Regions from separate parts of the Xenopus laevis genome. Here region 2 is linked to region 1. The links are chromatin contacts, called in public Hi-C maps. All regions are on one chromosome and are shown on one strand. The core of a region is the stretch at or near the end of the contact, and the rest is flanking DNA. Distances in the headings are between cores, read along the strand shown.

Evidence for each region. Hi-C and Micro-C count contacts between places; a contact is called where the count stands out from the background.
Region 2: a contact with region 1 is called in a Hi-C map of the XL177 cell line, with 3 times the contacts expected there. The contact joins the promoter of alkal2.S here to the promoter of LOC108717488 in region 1.

Annotation. Positions count from the first base shown.
Region 1 is chr5S:121,016,536-121,020,213 of Xenopus_laevis_v10.1, forward strand. LOC108717488 (F-box only protein 25) reads right to left here and starts at 2,177. Exons shown (of 10, transcript XM_041565018.1): 1 at 1,549-2,177; 2 at 121-252. The coding sequence starts at 242.
Region 2 is chr5S:121,274,606-121,277,899 of Xenopus_laevis_v10.1, forward strand. It overlaps alkal2.S (ALK and LTK ligand 2), which reads right to left and starts at 1,546. Exons shown (of 6, transcript XM_041565022.1): 1 at 1-1,546.

The DNA of each region.
Region 1 (3,678 bases), core at 927-3,426:
ATGTTTCTGGGCTAGTTAGATACAGGCAAGGGCCACACAGCTCACCAATGAGAGCCTTGGAGCTATACTTAGACCATATTATAACAAACACAAACAGGTTGCAGGGAGTGGTATACTTACATGCGAAGGTTGCAACTGTCGTCTTGCTCATATTCACAGTAAAAATCACACCGTTTCCATCCATCATCTGTTTTCATCCAGCTCCAGCCTGGAGAGCGCCAGTCCTGACCCAGAAATGGCATGGCTTCAATGCTGAAAGATGGAACAGATGTCACCTTAAAGGGATTCTGTCATGATTTTTATGGTGTTGTTTTTATTTCTAAATAACACTGAAAATAATTCACTCTACAATATAAAATTTCATTCCTGAACCAGCAAGTGTTTTTTTTTTTATTTGTAATATTGGTGTGTAGGCGCCATCTCAGGTCATTTTGCCTGGTCATGTGATTTCAGAAAGAGCCAGCACTTTAGGGTGAAACTGCTTTCTGGCAGGTTGTTGTTTCTCCTACTCAATGTAACTGAATGTCTCGCAGTGGGACCTGGATTTTACTATTAAGTGCTGTTCTTAGATCTACCAGGCAGCAGTTATCTTGTATTAGGGAGCTGTTATCTGGTTACCTTCCCATTGTTCTTTTGTTAGGGTAAGGGCACACCTGGAAATTTGGGGAGATTCAGGGCTAGGCCACACGGGAATATTTCAGGAAGATTAGTCGCCTGGCATGTGAATAGGCGCAGGCGACTTTAGCGCTAGCGGCTGCAAGATACCAGCAAGCCATTCAGGGAGATTAGTCGCCTCAAAGACGCGGCGATTAGTCGCCAGGCGACCAATCTCCGTGAATCTTCCCGTGTGGCCCTAGCCTTAGTCACCTGGCGACTAATCAGCTCTGCTTTGTGGTGACTAATCTCCCAGAACTGCTTCCCCCTGTCTTCCGATAGCTATAATGAAACATCCACTGCAGCATGGCACACGCGGCACTTTATATTCCAAAGTCGCCCAAAGTTTCCTCATGAGGCAACTTCGGACGAGTTTGGAAAACGAAACGCCGCGTGTGCCATGCCGCAGGCGATTTTTCATTATAGCTGGCGGAAGACAGGGGAAAGCATTAAAGAGTGACTGAATTTTATCAGTGCACAAGTCACATGACTGGGGGCAGCTGGGAAACTGACAATATGTTTAGCCCCATGTCAGATTTCAAAATTAAATATAAAAAAAAATCTGTTTGCTCTTTTGAGTTTCAGTGCAGAAGTCTGCTGGAGCAGCATTATTAACTGACGTGTTTTGAAAAAAAAAAAACATGTTTTCCCATGACAGTATCCCTTTAAATGAAGTGTTAGGCTAGGTACAAGCAATATATCAATGTAATAATCAGGCTGAAGTAGTGCCTTCCTAGGTAGTTTGCAGTGGGTATATTTGTGCACTTGAGTTCTGTCCCCTTCCAAAATTTCTGGTACAAAATGAGTAGATTCTTAGGAACCAGGACCCCTATCATTTACCAAGGCAAGGATTTGAGGCTCCTAAAAATACAAACACAAAAATACTGTACATACCGTCTCTAGAAGTGGAAGTCACTGATTAACAGCCAGTTGGAACTGCATCAACTTCCCTATTAGATTAGAGCCGCACCCAACAAGTCCACCTGACTATAGGAACCACAGAAAGATTTCGATACAACTGGTAAGTAGCAACAGCTTGACGAGACCCCCAACCCAAAGTAACTGTCCTTGTAAAAAAAAAAAAAAAAAAAACACTTTGGGGCAATTAATAATATTAATAATTAATTGCCAGGTTCAGTAACCCATACTAACCAATATGACGTTTGCTTTCAGACAGGTGACCGGTAAATGCTAACCGCTGATTGGCTGCTATAGGTGACAAGACCTGAAGCAAACTTTGCACCTTTTATTACACCTTTTATTACATAGCTCCTTGGTTTTATGTCCTTGAACTCAATGGAGTAACATACATCAGGATGATTACAAACCAAAGCAGGCTGGCTGTATTAATAAATACAAGACTGAAAGTGGGTTAGTTATCTTGCCATGCAGACTCCTTATTGACCCCAGCAAACCACACACTCTGCACTCTAAGCTTCAGGGTAGAAAGAGGCAGAATAGACAAATAATGATCCCTGAATAATAAATACTATATTAACATCCATTACCAAATGCCTAGGAATATCTTAAAGGGATACTGTCATGGGGAAAAAAAAATTCTAAATGAATCAGTTAATAGTGCTGCTCCAGCAGAATTCTGCACTGAAATCTATTTCTCAAAAGAGCAAACTGATTTTTTTATATTCAATTTTGAAGTCTGACATGGGGCTAGACATTTTGTCAATTTCCCAGCTGTCCCAAGTCATGTGACTTGTGCTCTGATAAACTTCAACCACTCTTTACTGCTGTACTGCAAGTTGGAGTGATATCACCCCCTCCCTTCCCCCCCCCCCCCAGCAGCCAAACAAAAGAACAATGGGAAGGTAACCAGATAGCAGCTCCCTAACACAAGATAACAGCTGCCTGGTAGATATAAGAACAACACTCAATAGTAAAAACGCATGTCTCACTGAGACACATTCAGTTACATTGAGAAGGAAAAACAGCAGCCTGCCAGAAAGCATTTCTCTCCTAAAGTGCAGGCACAAGTCACATGACCAGGGGCAGCAGGGAAATTGACAAAATGTCTAGCCCCATGTCAGATTTCAAAATTGAATATAAAAAAATCTGTTTGCTCTTTTGAGAAATGGATTTCAGTGCAGAATTCTGCTGGAGTAGCACTATTAACTGATTCATTTTGAAAAAAACATGTTTTCCGATGACAGGATCCCTTTAAGCTGTTGGAGGGATTTTGGATGCTGTAGTCCAAGACCACATGAACAAATCACAGTTGTTTTGGACTTTTTCATATTCAAAAACCAATCCAATTTTAGGAGGCTGTCCCTTTAAAGGGGAACTATCGCAAAATGAAAATTAAATATAAGCTTCAGCACACTGAAATAAGAGACTTTCTAAATATAGTCAAAGAAAAATTCTGTACTGTTTCTGAAATAATCAAGTTTATGTTCACTATCCCTCTCTCAGCATCTGTTTCTCTTCATTCTCTCTTCATGCAGCAGTTGGGTGTCAGATATTCACTGACAGTTAGATCCAATATATCTAATAGGGGGGCTCCTTTTGCCTAGAAGATGTATTAGAGCTCACTCTATTAAAATCACCAGACATCATGTCTCTCTACATGCAGGATTTGTGCAAAGGGCAGTTATTTTGTTACATTTTGTTTGTACTTGAATCAGTTATTTGTGTGAGCTCTAATACATCTACTAGGAAAGGAAGCCCCCCTATAAGATATATTGGATCTGTCAATGAATATCTCACACCCAACTCCTGAAATAAGACAGAAAGAAGAGAAACAGATGCTGAGAGAGGAATAGTTAAGATAAACTTGATTATTTCTAGGGATGCACTGATTCCAGGATTCGGTTCGGGATTCTGACTTTTTCAGCAGGATTTAGATTCGACCGAATCCTTCTGCCCGGCCGACCGAATCCAAAATTGCATATGCAAATTAGGGGCGGGGAGAAAAATCGAGTTACGTAAAAAATGTTTTCCCCTTCCCACCCCTAATTTGCATATGCAAATTAGGATTCTGAATTCTTTTGCGAAGGATCCGGGGGTTCGACC
Region 2 (3,294 bases), core at 296-2,795, 260 kb after region 1:
AGGTGGCTGCTGGTCTGATATAATATCGAATTGGATGTGGGAGGAAACAATGCAGGTTGGTGCGAGTGCTGTTGTCCCTCCCGTGCGATTCCCCAGTCGCAGGAAAGCGCAGACTCTTTATCCACTTGCGCTGCAGACGTAACAAGCGCTCTGTCTCCCATGGGACTCGCTCATTAGTTTGCGGCGATTTATTAAGGGAAACCCACTGCCGTCACACGCGCCTAATGATCGCTCCTACAGGAATCGCTGCGCTTGCGACTTCTACCGGGAAACTGCTTCTCGCTTTACCACCTACTGGAAATGATCGTATTGCTTGCGGGGCCCTTCAGCTAATGATCAGGGGCCCCACTGTGATTCCCTTGTGCCAGGGGCCCTCACTCTGCTATTTCTCTAGGTTGGAACAATTGTAAGTAAATGCCCCGTCTGCTTTTTCTATTTAAAACTGCTGTTATGTGGCACCGACACTGATTGCTCTGCATAAGATCTTCTTCATCTGCTGTCAGATCTGCTAGAAAATGTCTGAGCCCAGTCTGACCTTCCTATTGGCACAGGGACATTACTTAAAAAAAACCTTCAACTCTGTTTTCCCTCCTAGTACAGACACTTCCAGGGAACCTATAGGGGCTCTATCATGTCTCTACTGCCACAGGGACCTATAGGTGCAGCTATGCAGGAGAATTTCCCCCACTCTGCCTGTACTACTGGCAAATGGACCCCCAGGTGTGTATATACAGGAGAAAATCCCCCACTCTGCCTATACTACTGACAAATGGACCCCATGTGTGTATATACAGGAGAAAATCCCCCACTCTGCCTATACTACTGGCAAATGGACCCCAGGTGTGTATATACAGGAGAATTTCCCCCACTCTGCCTGTACTACTGGCAAATGGACCCCCAGGTATGTATATGCAGGAGAATATCCCCCACTCTGCCTGTACTACTTGGAAATGGACCCCAGGTGTGTATATGCAGGAGAAAATCCCCCACTCTTCCTATACTACTGGCAAATGGACCCCCATGTGTGTATATGCAGGAAAAAATCCCACAATTTGCCTATACTACTGGAAAATGGACCCCCAGGTGTATATATGCAGGAGAAAATCCCCCACTCTGCCTATACTACTGGCAAATGGACCCCCAGGTGTATATATGCAGGAGAAAATCCCCCACTCTGCCTGTCCAATAAGCTGCTCCAGTCAGTGTACAGATCCCAAGCAGTAGCGCACACACACCTTGTCACACTGGAGGATGCCAACGACTGGAGAGGCTTTCCCCGGCTCAGGCAGCCAAGATGAATGATGGAGAAATCTGATCTTGTTGAACTTTTCTATTTGCTTTCATTTGTGTGTTTACCACTCCCAGCAGAAAGCAAATAATGTGTATGACTGTTGCTTTCCTGGATGTGAAGAAGGGGAACTGGACAGAAATAGGGAGTAAATAATTTCACCCATAAAGACTTATAATCACATTATGTAATTTAGGGATCAAAGATCATGTCTTTTTGTCACACTATTCATGGATTTAATGTCCTCTCCTTGAGCGACACATGGTGGTAGATACGGGAATTACACTCTCCATCACACCAATGTTTCTTTAGAATTTAGAATTTATGCTTGAGCTGATAGTCTGCTTAGCGTCAAAGGATAAAAACTATAATTAGATCATTGTATAATACCCATACATACTCACCCTTAGTCTGTCTTATCTGCATTCAGATTGACCAGAATCATAAAGATAAAATGACAGTCTCGTCACATGGGAATGCTGTATTTCCTGCAAAATGTACAAAAACAAACCCAAATACAGGTACCCTGTAGGGGAGCTTGTAACAAGAGTTTATAGTATAGTATATATTATATATATAGTATAGTTTAGCCTCACTTTAATGAGTGGGTATGTATGTGAGACCGTCCTATTCCTGGCTGCACAACTGCCAGCCAGTGTCATGAATGCAGCACTCATCACCGGTGATATTGCCCATACAGTAACCTAACAACCCCAGCAGGGCAGAGGTGCAGGTAGGGTTGCCACCTATTAAAAAAAAAAATTACCGGGCAGTGGGGGTGGAAAATAAAGGGGCGGGATGTGACGCAAAAAGCCGACGGGGCGCGACGCAAAGAGGGGTGGAGCCACGGGGGTAGCGTCACAAAAGGGGCGGGACCACCGCCCGAAGCCAAAGAAAATGTACATTTTCATTGGCGGGCAAGGGATTTTGTACATGGTATTACAAAATTGCCGGTAAATTTGTAATACCGGCCCTAGCAGGTGTTTTACCGGCTAGGCTGGTAAAATACCGGCCGGGTGGCAACCCTAGATGCAGGCCATGCAGCCTGGCCCCCCCCAACTCTCTCCAAAAGGGCCCCAAGGGGTGCGGGCCCTGGTACAGTCGCACCCCTTGCACCCCCGGTAATTCTGCCACTGTGCCCATTGCAACCAATCAGATCTTGTTTTCTAACTTGTAGGTGAAGCATTACTGGTGATGTTGCCCGTAGCACAATCAACAATTAGATTTCAACAGTTAGAAAACAAAAGCGAAGATCCGATTGTTTGATATGAGCAACATCACTGGTAATGTTTTACTCCACTTTGTACACAGCATGATAAAGATACCCCTATGTTTTTATGGCCCTCTCAGCTTCAACATGTTCTTCATAGACCTTCAAGTATGAAATGGTCAGTTTATTAAGGTCAGGCTCATGAAGACAAAACAGTTGTGCACAGTGTTGAACTGGGATGCCAGGGGCCCACCAGAAAATCTTAGACTGAAGGCCCACTTTCCAAACTACTATACCTCCTCTCCTCACTCAACCTCTTTATGCTCCTAGTCTCTTTCATACTACACTATATTCTTCCATTATTAACCCTCATTAAGAAATAGGCCAAATGGTTAGAAGCAAGAGGCCCACTGACACCTGGGCCCACCGGGAGTTTTCCTGGTTTCCCGGTGGGCCAGTCCGACACTGGTTGTGCACATACAGTTACAGTTGCTTCATCTCATTTATTCTCTGACGGTATAACTGGAATTTGTTTTTGTTAACAAGATATTGTACAAGCCAGGCTTAGTGGGGTTCTGTTACCTGTAGTTATACCCAATATGCCCAATCAGGCAGGAGGCCAAGTTACCCCTGACAGCCAAACAGCAATAAGCAGTCGGGCAAGTCTGGGGGAGTTATTTATCAAAATCAGAAATGTTCTCAAAAACTGTTTTCTGAAAACCACATTGACCTAATTCGCACTGACTTTCCCCCCTATCTATCAATAAATCTTCACAAATTTTTCTTGTGCAGAACA